Regions from separate parts of the Triticum aestivum genome. Here region 1 is linked to region 2. A link is a contact called in public Hi-C data. All regions are on one chromosome and are shown on one strand. Each heading gives the region's core, a stretch centred on a gene start, on an enhancer-like site or on the middle of the called end of the contact. The rest is flanking DNA. Distances are from core to core; before and after follow the strand shown. Region 1 holds the start of LOC123138293 (probable histidine kinase 6). Region 2 holds the start of LOC123138292 (endoglucanase 7).

Region 1 (6,753 bases), core at 2,309-4,808, 210 kb before region 2:
GTATGCTTGTGTGTTTTCTCTATACTATTGTTAGTAGAGGTTGTCTACTCGGAAAATCCATCTCTGCACTCGAGCTCATCTGCACCCGCTTTGACAAAAAAAATTCAAAACAAATACTAGAAAAAATAAAAAAAATCCAAAAAAGTTGGCCGTAGAAAATTTGATGCGCGAACCCCGCTCCAAATTTTAAGTCATTTGGACACCTGAGCAGCTCTCAGCAAAAAAGACAAATTGAGGGTTTGTAAAAAAGTTTAGTGTTCATGTATTGTTTTGGCCCGATTTGTCTTTTTCGCTGAGAGCTGCTCAGATGCCAAAATTACTTGCAATTTTGAGCGGGCCTCACACGTCAAATTTTCTACCATAGATTTTTTTTTTGGATTTTTTGAATTTTTTTGATATTCTTACGATTTTTTTCTAACCGGGTGCAGATGAGCCTGGGCACCGAAAAGCCCCACAAGCTTGCACTCCAAAATCTCAATCACCCTCTTTGGGAGGGCATCGCGTTGTACTTTGTGTTTTATATAAGGTTTTTTTGTTTGGCTTATAATGTGGCATATATATATATATACCCGGCCTCTGCACAATTAAAATGCACACGATCAATATCAATAACCACGCAAAAGATCATGATGGCTGCAAGTGCATATAGTGCCTCCTTTGTGGTTTTGGGGTATTGCTGACAAAATTGGTTAAGAGACTAATGTGTTTGTGACTATACATGTGTTTGTGACTATACATTGGTTAAGAGTCCAATTGATGCAAAGACAATATTTCGAAGTGTGCTCAATCGAAGCCTATTTCTTCAAGTGAAAACTTTGGAATTGTCTTCGAGTGAGTGCCCTTTTCTTCGGTGTCTGAGACGACAGTGTTTGGGACGCTTTAGTCAAAGTCCTCTCTTAAGAGTTAGAAAACCAGCAGTTTGGTACTTCCACTGTGAGGAATTTGAGAGTTCAAATTTTCGACCGTTGCCTCGTTGGCGATAGCTGGTTGGCAAGCCTGTCCCGTCCAACGTCATAACGGACCTCGAGTTGCAACCCCCGGCTGAGCCAGCCCTCTCCACCGCATTTGAGTCGATCCTAGTGAGGAAAGACATCGTACCTAATATCCAAAGTGATTGAGTGTCACTAAGAATATGTTCGAATGAACCGGAGACTTGTTACTCTTGAAGACACTGATCTTTCAGACGGTTAGGTTAGGCATTAGATCAGAGCATCCAACAGCCATTGTGAATTGCCGAAGAACGAGTACATGAAGGTTCAGAGATATAGATTAAAGATCTACCACAAGTGATTATGCGAGGTCTAAGTGATCTTAGCTCAAGGAGAATATGGTGGTGACTTGGTCTTCTAAGTTAATTCTCAACCTCTCCAACCAGACTTAGAGTTATCACAACAACTCGAATCGGTGCAACAAATCGATTTTCTTCACCGAGTCTCTCGTTTCATATTCTTTATTTTTGTTTATTTTGTGTAACTTGCATTTTCTGAAGAATTAAAACCCTCTCCTCTCTGAAGACTTTTTCTGATGACTTTGATATTCCACTGCACTTAGCTATGCTCCACTTTATTTTCAGTGTCGTTAGTCCGAAGTGTATTTGTCTTTGTGTTATACTAGATCACTTTGTATTGTTACCTACCTTGCATGCTATCTTCTGTTCCAATAACTCTGGCCTGGCCTGGTTCTAAATGCATGATTATTGTAGTTTTTTTTCTTTCAATCTGCATTTCTTCTGTGGGCGATCCAAAAGTGGACACATATGATGCAAGCACGCACGATCTGAAAGTGAACACAACCATACAAATTCGAAACCATGCACACACCAGGCAAGCAACCGGGATGTCAAGAGTCATTCGCAGAGGGAACTTCCGCTGGTACACACTGGTCGTAGATCAAACTGGCAAGAGGAGACAATACTGTCAAAATCTCACATTCAAGACACCGCACGATCCGATGTGCACGTGTATGCTGTTGGTGAATCTAGGCATAGTCACCACCCTAAATAATACAACACAAACCTTTAGTACAACGTCAAGATTGCAATTAGCCGCCACTATCTCCGTCGAACTTGACCCAGCCAACATCATCGACACTATCACGCTGTACTTTTTGTTTTGTAAAGGGAGTGTTTCTATTGGCTTCTTTTGTGTGGTTTTTTTTTATGAAGAAGGCGTTTCTATTGACTTATAAGATAGCAGCCAGGAAAAGCAAACACCAATACATGATCGTAGCTATGATTATGCGAACTAAAAAAAAGCAACGATGATCCATACCGAGAAGTTGTTGAGCCACCGAAAAATAATACAAGCTCGCACAATCCAAACATGGACTCAACCACGTAGACTAAAAACCATGGTTACACTACTGAAACAATCCAATTTCCAAGAGTCATACGCGGAGCCTAGAACATCTGTCGGCATATGAATTATGTTAGTTGCAGATCAAACTGGCGAGAAGAGACAATACCGCCAAAATCTCACATTGAAGGCACCCGATGGTCCCACATCTCCGCCCCGCAAGTGTATGTTGGTGATGAATCTAGACATACCCCTCCCCCCCTAAAAAAAGCATTACAACACGATTCTTCACTTCACCGCCATGGTTGCAATCAGTTGCCACTACTTTGCGTCCCGCTTCACCTGACCATCCGCACCGCTGACCAACATCATCGTAACTCGGCAACACAAAAGAAATCAGCAAAAACGCCACCAGTCATCATTATTGTCTAAAAAGGCCTAACTTCAAAACGATGCCTCCAATGGGGAATACGAGCTGAGCGCCGCTATCATTCGATCCAGGCAAATCCAGGCCTAGGGTTTCCCTCAAAGCATTTTGGGAGCGGAGTCAAGGATTGCATGTCAACGCCTTCAACAAGTGAGCGACGCCCTTGACTTTTGCCAGCACTCCTTGCCCCCCCCCCCCCACCATCGAAACACCAAGACAACTGCTCGTCGCCCAAGGGGTCCGCCACGATCAACGCCCCGCCGTGACATGTGATGTAGGAGGATGGTCGTCGCACTTGAGGCTGGAGGTCGTAGTGGGGATGCTCTATTGTCTGAATTGTTGTGCCGGATGAAGATGTGGACGCCTGGAGCCGACCGCCCTTGCCGCAGCCCAAAGCCACCGCCAGGTGATCTACCGCTCAACGACGAAGACAGAGGTGGAGCCCCGCCGCCATCCTTGGCCTCCGCACGAGCTTCGCCCGACGCTGGCCTCTGATGGCGATGAGGCGGGAGGGGGCAGATGGCTGCGAAGGTGGCGGCGACACGCTGTACATTTCATTGGACGGATATAATTCCCCGTGTTTGAACATTTTGACGTCCAATCATGTATGAAAACCCGCACACATCATGACACGACGCCATCGTCTTCTCGCGAGGCGACCGGCCTGATCGCGCCACCCATCGCTGTAGTGAGACAACTTTAGCTTGCGTGTCGATGGAGGAAGGAAACCAAACCAGACCAAACCAAACCACGCTGTCTTCAGCCGGCGGAGCCCAGGAGGGCGACGAGGTGAACAAGGGAACAAAAAGGAGAGCCATCCGAGACCGATGTAGGGGGCCGGCCGTTCATTTCGCTTTGCTTCTGCAGTTCTGCTTCTGGCCGTGTCCGTGTGTGTGTGTGGATCAGACGGGGACGGACCACGGGTGGGTTCGGCCGCCCCGCACTCCGCCCCCGCGCCCCGCGCTCGTCCGCGCGCTGGCCTGGCACCCCCTACTGGCTGGCTCTACCTCGCTCGCTAGCAGCCGCAGCCGCAGCCGCAGCCACCCCACCCGGCTTCTTCCTCTCCCTCCCTCCCTCTCGTCTGGCCTGCCTGGTTGGTTCCCTCCTCCCTCGCCACGGTCGCCGTCGCGGGATCGCCACCACCGAGCCCCCACTGCCCATCACCCGTAGCTCTCTCCAGCCTACAGCAGATCAGCAGCAGGAGTAGGCCGCAGCGGCAGCGCCTGCCCAGCTCCGCCGCTGCTGCCGCCGCGCGGCCGTCGATCTCCGCCAGCCTTTCGCCCTCCCAATTCCACCCACCCACCAAAAAGAGCCCCTACACGCCGCCGCCCGAGGCTAGCTAGCTCGCTCGCTCGCCCGCGCTTCGTGAGCCGCTCCAGCATCGCAGGAGGCCGGGCCTGTGGCTGCGAGGCGAGCGCCGCTCAATTGGCTTGCCGGGGGACGCCACGCCACGCGGCGGGCCTTTGTCCAGAATATTTCCGGCACAGAAAAAGCTAGTAGAGCTAGCGAGCGAGCCTGGTGCGATTCCTCCCCAATTTTTAATTGGCTTCGGCAGCCGCGCCAGCCAACGGCGAGCCCGCCCGCCCACCCGCCAGCCGGAGGTAGGGGAGGAGCACTGGAGTAAAGAGGCGCTGCCGCTGCGGATTTTATTAATGCGGTTTAGCGAGCGGGCGGGCTAGCTAATTATTTTAGCGCCGCTGTCTCGGCTGGGAACTCGCGAAAGCTCGGCTCTTTTGAGGCCGCCCCTGCCCCCGCTCGCCGCCTCCTCCGCCCAACCCCTCCGCGCCGCGCTCCCGCTCTCTCGCTTGTTTTTCTTCTGGGTACCAGTGCGCGCCTGCTTTCGCTGGGGCCGGGGCCGGCGGTCGTCGCGCATTCCCACAAGCATATGGTGCGCATTGTGCGGGATGGGGAGTAGTAGTAAATTGGGGGAAGCCATGGAGGAGAAGGGGGGCAGGGTGGGGATGGGCAAGTACGCGGCCAGGAGGGGCTGGAGGCGCCTGGCGGCGGTGGCCTGGCTGGTGGCGGCGGTCGCCTGCTCGGCCGCCGTGCACTGGCAGCTGCGCCGGGAGACCATGGAGCGCGCCGAGGAGCGGCTCGTCAGCATGTGCGAGGAGCGGGCCAGGATGCTGCAGGAGCAGTTCGGGGTCACCGTCAACCACGTCCACGCGCTCGCCATCCTCATTTCCACCTTCCACTTCGAGAAGAACCCCTCCGCCCTCGACCAGGTGAGCAAACAACACAAACGAGCTGCCGATTTGTTTCTTCCTCTTCCTCCTCGATTGATGTATCCGTTCATTCGTTCATTCCCATGTCGCCGCGTGCTTCCAATCCCGCGGCAATGGCGGGCTCCAGAAATCCTAAACAAGTATAGTACTAGCAAAACATGGTTGTTGCATCTCTTTAAAAAAAGGATATTTCCTCGTGGTGGCTCGATGCTTACAGAGTTGCAGGCTAGTCGTTTAGCGGCACATTATTGTTTTAGTCGGTTCGTTGTGGGCCTCTTGATCTTTGAATATGTGGCATTCTTGCAGCTGTTGTGTTTTTTTCTATGCTCCAAACCTCCAAGACACAGAGTCAGAGACGTCTCTGAACTACTAGGCCGGTAGAAGAAGAACATTGCTCTGTTTGTTTTTGGAGTGGTTAATGGTTGGGTTTGGCCAATGCTTGACCGACTCCATTTGTTTATGCTCACAATCGTAGCAATGCAGTGCTGGCTGCGGTTGTCCAGTGATGGGTTCTTGATCCTACTTTTTTCTCCTAAAATATTCCCTAAAGGTGTCCTCTTTTGGGAATTCCGAGCCCGCTGCTTTTGTTGATTAAGTGGTAGCTTTAGACTTTTAGGAGTACCTTGGCAAGGCAATATGGTATTTGAAGGCACATTCTGGTTGTTGCAACAAGCAACAATGAGTAATGCCCTAATTTGGTTGGTGGCCCTAGTTGCTATCTTTTTTTTTTTGGATACTGACCTAGTTGGGTGAGTCTCTTGCTATAATAAAAAAATCACATGGATTAGGTGCAGTTTAAACTTGATCTTTTCTTACTTTCTTGGATGCTCTTGGTTATTCAATCTTAAATCTGTCAATTCGCTGCTGGTGTGCTTTACCCTACATTTTGCTGAAACTTTTGCTGCAGGATACTTTTGCAAAGTACACGGCAAGGACATCATTCGAGCGTCCGCTGCTAAATGGGGTGGCTTACGCACAGCGCCTCTTTCCTCATGAGAAGGAAACGTTTGAAAGACAGCATGGATGGATTATGAGGACTATGAATCGAGAGGCTGCACCTCTCCAAGATGAGTACGCCCCGGTGATTTTCTCCCAGGATACGGTCTCCTACCTTGCGCGCATGGACATGATGTCTGGGGAGGTGTGATTTCTTACTGCATGATGGTTTCTTCTGTCCGTTGATTCTTAGTTCATTGAGGGCAGGGGACACGTTGTGTTGCAAGTCTTAAGTTTGGTTCAGTGTAAATAATCCGTTTGTTTCGCATGTAGGAGGACCGAGAAAACATCTTGCGTGCGAGGGAAACTGGCAAACCTGTGTTAACAAACCCATTTCGGCTTCTTGGGTCGAACCACTTGGGGGTAGTACTCACTTTTGCAGTGTATCGCCCTGATCTACCTGCTGATGCATCAGTTGAGCAACGTGTGGAAGCAACTGCTGGGTAAGATGATTGGACTATCTTCCAAATGTGATGACCCATAAAACCTGTATTTGCATGTCATTTCTTTAGTGTTGGCTATACAATACTTCAAGGCATCAAAGCAGATGATTCGACATAGCATACAATAACCTAGAGAACTTGCATTAATGTATCATTATTCGTACATATATAGTATTAACTTATTGTCCTTCTTTCTCTCATTCAGCAATACAAAGATCCTTCCTAGTGTGATAGCCAACATATTTAGAGTTTTGTACCAGAAATATAACACGAACATATACTTAACTATTTTGTGTGTGTGGCCTCCTGAGTCATGACTCTAATCTAATCGAATCACCACTGACAGCTATCTTGGTGGAGCCTTTGAT
Region 2 (6,133 bases), core at 160-2,659:
GGAGAAGTTTCCAAGGGATCGGGTACTAGTCTAGCAGTAGTTTACGGTTTGGCAAAGCACATATCGTTGTATAAACCGTGCATCTATCCATGAACCTGCCTACCAGTACCAGATAGATGTACCCATGCATGTATCTAGGGTCTAGGCTGGCAATAGGATTGCGCAGCCGGTGGAAGAAAAGGGAGGCATCAAATCGTTGCCGCCGGGGAGTCCCTGTCCGGCCACGGGGAAACGAATCGCTATTTTCACTTTCACCACGGGGAAAAGGGGGTCACCTTTCGCTTTCACGTACACGCACGAGAGCAGATGGGGAAAGGACGTATGCCTGTAGAAGAAGCTAGCCCTGTATACTTGCATGTACATATATTCGTTTTGCAGAATATATGGTGCAGCTTAATCAGCTCGTACTATACAGTTTGTTGATCATTGATAGTAGTACCTGGCTAGCCCAACCTAATAATCATCTTGCTAGAATTAGCAATCGATCTAGTGGTGGATGCATGTAGTGCTGTATTATCATCGCGAAACATGGTGCAACCGTCAGCTGACTACACGATTGACCAACCGATCGTGGAGAAACATGCTCGCCCCCGACAAAACATGCCCTGCCCCGGCGCCCGGCCGGAACAATAATCTCACGGCACACACAAAGCTTATAATTTGCCTATAGTTAAACGTACTTCAGCCAACCACTTATAACTACCGAGTATGTTTTTCCACGGGAGGTAGCGAGAGAGAGAGAGAAAAATACGAGTCTTTTTAGAGCATGGTTAATAGTATAGCCAGCTGCTGGCTATAAGCCAGTGTCATGTCATATACAGCTTATCTTATAGCCAACATGTACAATAATAGATTAAAAGATTGTACTATTTTTTTATTATGTGACCCATCTTTCATTCTCACAAAGTGCCTAAGAGCACGTGCTAGAGCTGACTCTTCACGAAGAGCCCGCTTACCTTCTCTTTCCTCCAACTAAGCAGAAATATACTAGTTTATTTTTTATAGCCCGCCGACTCGGCTCTATTGTACTTGCTCTTACCAGACCGGCCGCCTGACCTAGATAGCTTGCCTGCTAAGATTTCACGGCGAAATGAAAGCCTGTTACAGGCCACCGGCCGGCCAGTCGATCGACCGGCGACTTGGCCCGAAGGAACTACGCCGGTCGCACGCGTGTTTCGGCCATGTGTTGGTACCTGGCGGTACGTGCCCGGCTGGCCCCAACCGACTCACGTGTACGCGCGCTCTGAAAAGCCCCGGCCGCGCTACACGTATACGCGCGTCCCGGTCAAAATCTGCTCCGCTTGCGTGCGTCGTCGCTAACCCAAAACCCAACCCAACCATCTGTTTCAATCTCCCCTGCCTCACCAAACAAACGATACAAAACCCGAACGAGTCCACCCCCTCCAACTCCAAAACGCAGCTTCGCTCCCTCATATTTGCATCGTTTCTTTCCTGCCTGCCTGCTCCTCTCCTGCTATCTACTCCTATCTCTAGAGTTTTATATTCCCCCGGCGCGGCCCGGCCGCCGAACCGGTTCAACGCGGTGCGCGTGCGTGTGCTGGACCCGGACGCCGGCCGCGAATATAAGCGCGCCAGGCCACGGCCTCAGGTCGGAGGACACTGCCCCGCCCTGCTCGCCACACAGCACACAACGCACAACGGCGGGAGAGAGATAACACAAACACCTACGCTCGCACACAGGCAAAGCTAGCAGAGCCGGCAGAGGGCGGCGCAGCGGTGATCACAGGGCGCGCCCGGGGCACGCACAAGCGAGGAAGGCACACCAACAATCCGAGGAGCACCTTCTTGCGCAATGAGATCAGGGGGCGCCACCGCCGTAATCTTGTCTCGCCGTCTCGGGGCCGTGTCGCTGCTGGTGCTGCTTCTGATCGCGGCGGCGGCGGAGGGGAGCAAGAGCGGGAGCGGCGACGGCAAGGCGCACAACTACGAGGAGGCGCTGCGGAAGAGCCTGCTCTACTTCGAGGCGCAGCGGTCGGGGCGGCTGCCGCACGGGCAGCGGGTACCGTGGCGCGACCACTCGGGCCTCACCGACGGCCTGGAGCAGGGGGTGGACCTGGTGGGCGGCTACTACGACGCCGGCGACCACGTCAAGTTCGGCCTGCCCATGGCCTTCACCGTCACCATGCTGTCATGGAGCATGATCGAGTACGGCGACGACGTCGCGGCGGCCGGCGAGCTCGCGCACGCGCTCGAGGCCATCAAGTGGGGCACCGACTACTTCATCAAGGCGCACACACAGCCCGACGAGCTATGGGCCGAGGTACGTAGCACTCCACGAGCCGACCGACGACGGCGATCATGCGTCACCTCCATCCATCCCCTAGCTATAGCTAGCTCATACTCCCTCCGTCCGAAAATACTTGTCATCAAAATGGACACAAAAGGATGTATCTAGAACTATAGTTCTAGATACATCCTAGTTCTAGATACATCCTTTTGTGTTCATTTTGATGACAAGTATTTTCGGACGGAGGGAGTAGCTGTGTTCAGATACGATCGATCATGACATGCATGAGATGAGACCGACCGGCTCCAAGCTAGCTGTTGCGCAAGCAAGCCAGTGATCGTTCCAAGAAAGAAAGAGAGAGACCAATTCAATTCAATTATGCACACCTAGCTACCTTGTTGCACTTTGATCAATTATACGTACATCTTTTCTTTAGAAATATCGATTATATGTGGTATTTTCTGGTTAGGGGAGAAAAGAAAAAGGTTCTTTCTGGTGAATAACAACAAGCGTGTTAGGTAGGCGGCCAGTTTGATTTGATGAACGTACGTACCAACGAACGGCAGCACTAAACTATTTTCTTCCATCCACACATGGCGTGCATATGTTTCAAAGCTTCGTCGGTCGTCGTCCATGATGCACCAGAGCCGTCGGATTAATCTCCTAGCTTTTTCTTGAACAGGTGGGAGACGGCGACACGGACCACTACTGCTGGCAGCGGCCGGAGGACATGACGACGTCGCGGCAGGCGTACAAGGTCGACCGCGACCACCCCGGCTCCGACGTCGCCGGCGAGACGGCGGCCGCCATGGCCGCCGCCTCCATGGTCTTCCGCAAGTCGAACCCGCACTACGCCCACCTCCTCCTGCACCACGCCCAGCAGGTACACACTCTAGATACAGACAGCGTACACGTTGACGTAGTGCATGCGAGGTCTGGCGTGGAAAAATGCAAGAAAAATATCGGTGCAAGTTTGGAGCACAGCGTAGTACCAGTCTGTCTGCGTACCGGATTTTGGAACATAGCGTACGAGTGTTGGTGGCGTTGGTCAAGGGGCGCCGGTCTTTTCATGGGTGGTGTGAGGTGTGTTCTTTTCTTGTGCCCTGTGCCGCACATGCCAAGTTGCCAACAGCTCGACGCCATCGACGTCGATCGATCGGGCGGGAAAATGGAGATTTTTCTCTTCTGTCGGCTCGGCTCGTTTCGTAGGGGCTGTCTGGCTGCCGTGTGGGGCCGGCGTGCAACCTCTATCTGGTGGACGGGGAACTTTCCATTTGCTGCCTCCGGGCATGATTAGGTGGCCAGTTCAATCCCATGTTGAACCAGCGGCTTAACTGGGAAATTATTAGGAAGCGGTCGGTCGTCGTGTCATCATGTGCTAATTGAACCGGTCCGTATTCACACTCACTGGCCTCGCTACCTACCTGCTGCTTTTCAAGTGTCAACTATAAAAATGCATCAATGAATGATAGATACATATGCAACCTTAATTATTCTTAGGGCTTTTTATTTTTTTATTTTTAAACTGATGATAGTGTATGCAATCTTACTGGTTGTTGGGTGTTCGTACGTGCACGTTGGCTGATGTTTGCTTTCGCTTTTGCGAACGTGCGTGCAGCTGTTCGAGTTCGCGGACGGGTACAGGGGCCAGTACGACAGCAGCATCGCGGAGGTGAAGAGCTACTACGCGTCGGTGAGCGGGTACAAGGACGAGCTGCTGTGGGCCGCCCTCTGGCTCCACCGCGCCACCGGCAAGGCCGCCTACCTCGACTACGTCGTCCACAACGCCCACGACTTCGGCGGCACCGGCTGGGCCATCACCGAGTTCAGCTGGGACGTCAAGTACGCCGGTGTCCAGATCCTCGCCGCAAGAGTAAGCCAGCATCTACTACGCACTATGGTTGGCACTGGCAGACAGTAGTCATCAGGTGAACGATCACTGACGAAAATGGCTCTCTTATTAATTTCAGCTGCTTCTGAGGGGAGAGCACACGGCGGAGCAGAAGAGGACGCTGGAGCGGTACCAGGCCAAGGCGGAGCACTACGTGTGCGCGTGCCTGGGCCGGAACGCGGCCGGCGGCGAGGACGCCAACGTGGAGCGGAGCCCGGGCGGGATGCTCTACATCCGGCAGTGGAACAACATGCAGTACGTGACCAACGCGGCGTTCCTGCTGTCCACCTACGCCGACTACCTGGCCGAGGCCGGCGTGGAGACGGTGACCTGCGCGGGCGGCGAGACGGCGGGCGCCGGCGAGGTGGCGGCGCTGGCCAGGGCGCAGGTGGACTACGTGCTGGGCACCAACCCCAGGGGCGTGAGCTACCTCGTGGGCTACGGCGCCAAGTACCCCGCCAGGGTGCACCACCGCGCCGCCTCTATCGTGCCGTACAAGCACAGCAAGCAGTTCATCGGGTGCTCGCAGGGGTTCGACCACTGGTACGGCCGCCGCAGCTCCAATCCCAACGTGCTCGTCGGCGCCATCGTCGGCGGGCCCGACCGGAGTGACAGGTTCCGGGACAACCGGGAGAACTACATGCAGACGGAGGCGTGCACCTACAACACCGCGCCCATGGTGGGGATGTTCGCCAAGCTCAACCGGATGGCGAGGGAGGAGAGGGAGCAGAGAGCTGCCACGGCGGCCGAGATGTAAATGGATTAGATAGGTTATAGGTCTCGAGGGGGGCTGTACAATTTTCCCCATTCTTTTGTTCATTTCTTCTCCTTCTTTGGAGGTTTCTTGATACACAGGAAGGATGGAGATGGGTGTAGTATATGAGGGGGAAAAAAGACTGGAGGCATTGACGTGCAAATGTAAATTCGCTGCCTGTACGTACGAGAAAAGAAAAATGAGAATTCAAGTTACATATCGGTGGTTGTAGGTTGCTTAATTGTCTATGCTTGGATGATCACTCGTCAACAAGTGTTTGCCAATTTCAATGGCAAAGGGTAGACCGATCAACAGCAAAGCACGAAAGAAGGCCCATAGCACCGCGATATAATTCCCTTTTTTTTTTCTGAAAATCTACATGTAGGTAGAGCACTCAAACATGGCCATTGCAAAATAAAGAGTTTCTATTAAGAAATGTTCTAAATTTTGTTTTATTGTTCACCCGAATGCATGTGAGCTCAAGAGCAGAATTGAATTTCCAACGATACATCCCCTTCACAAATTGACCAGTTTTTTTCATAGTTCCCTATACAATCATTCGAGATTCTAGTCAGGGTCTGCTATCTTTAATCACTAAAATTTGAATCAGGGAACACATTAACTGATGCCCATAGGACAGCAAGAGAAAACCTAGGAAATTGAAATCCAACGATGAAGCAATTACACAAGGTGGCCAGAAGAACACAAACGATATGAACAAGAATGCTCAAGATTTCTCGTGGCTAATCGAAGAATCACGATCCAGATCCCTTGCATACAACACCAACAAATCACCTCTAATTAAAAACATGGGTCTCATGAGGTCAAAAAGAATGGAAGAAATATAATACACCAATGGGTGAAAATGATACATTGCCAGTTTGATGGAAGACTTACAAGTTACAACAACAGAGTTCAGAACCAAGATCAACTGATCTGTGGCAACAAAATCTCACGGGCCCAGAGAGCATCAGACTGATCAATATAGCAAAATGATCGCGAAACAACCACCGTAGATAACCTACATATTTCTATAAACAACTGAGGTCCTCTGGATACACACCATTCATGCGATCTCTCGCCAGCTCTCTATTCTTCATTCCAATTTGTTTCCCAATCACTATCAGGAGGGAGTGAGAGCATTCCATGAAAAATATGATTCTCACATATGCCAATCAACATGCTTAGTATTTCGGTGGTGCAGGTGGCAACCGGTTGGGTGTGCGTCGGCTGCCTGAAT

The links. A called contact is a pair of places that touch in the nucleus more often than the background predicts.
Region 1: a contact with region 2 is called in a Hi-C map of leaf, with 4 times the contacts expected there. The contact joins the promoter of LOC123138293 here to the promoter of LOC123138292 in region 2. A contact is called at or near these places in 4 of 5 Hi-C or Micro-C datasets (leaf and an unstated tissue).

The regions. Positions count from the first base shown.
Region 1 is chr6B:611,769,244-611,775,996 of IWGSC CS RefSeq v2.1, reverse strand. It overlaps LOC123138293 (probable histidine kinase 6), which reads left to right and starts at 3,558. Exons shown (of 11, transcript XM_044558242.1): 1 at 3,558-4,946; 2 at 5,854-6,087; 3 at 6,216-6,385; 4 at 6,732-6,753. The coding sequence starts at 4,626.
Region 2 is chr6B:611,553,644-611,559,776 of IWGSC CS RefSeq v2.1, reverse strand. It overlaps LOC123138292 (endoglucanase 7), which reads left to right and starts at 1,409. Exons shown (of 4, transcript XM_044558241.1): 1 at 1,409-2,281; 2 at 2,931-3,131; 3 at 3,867-4,121; 4 at 4,219-5,112. The coding sequence starts at 1,814. The coding sequence ends at 4,896. LOC123138291 (dynamin-2B) reads right to left here. Exons shown (of 22, transcript XM_044558240.1): 22 at 5,713-6,133. The coding sequence ends at 6,078.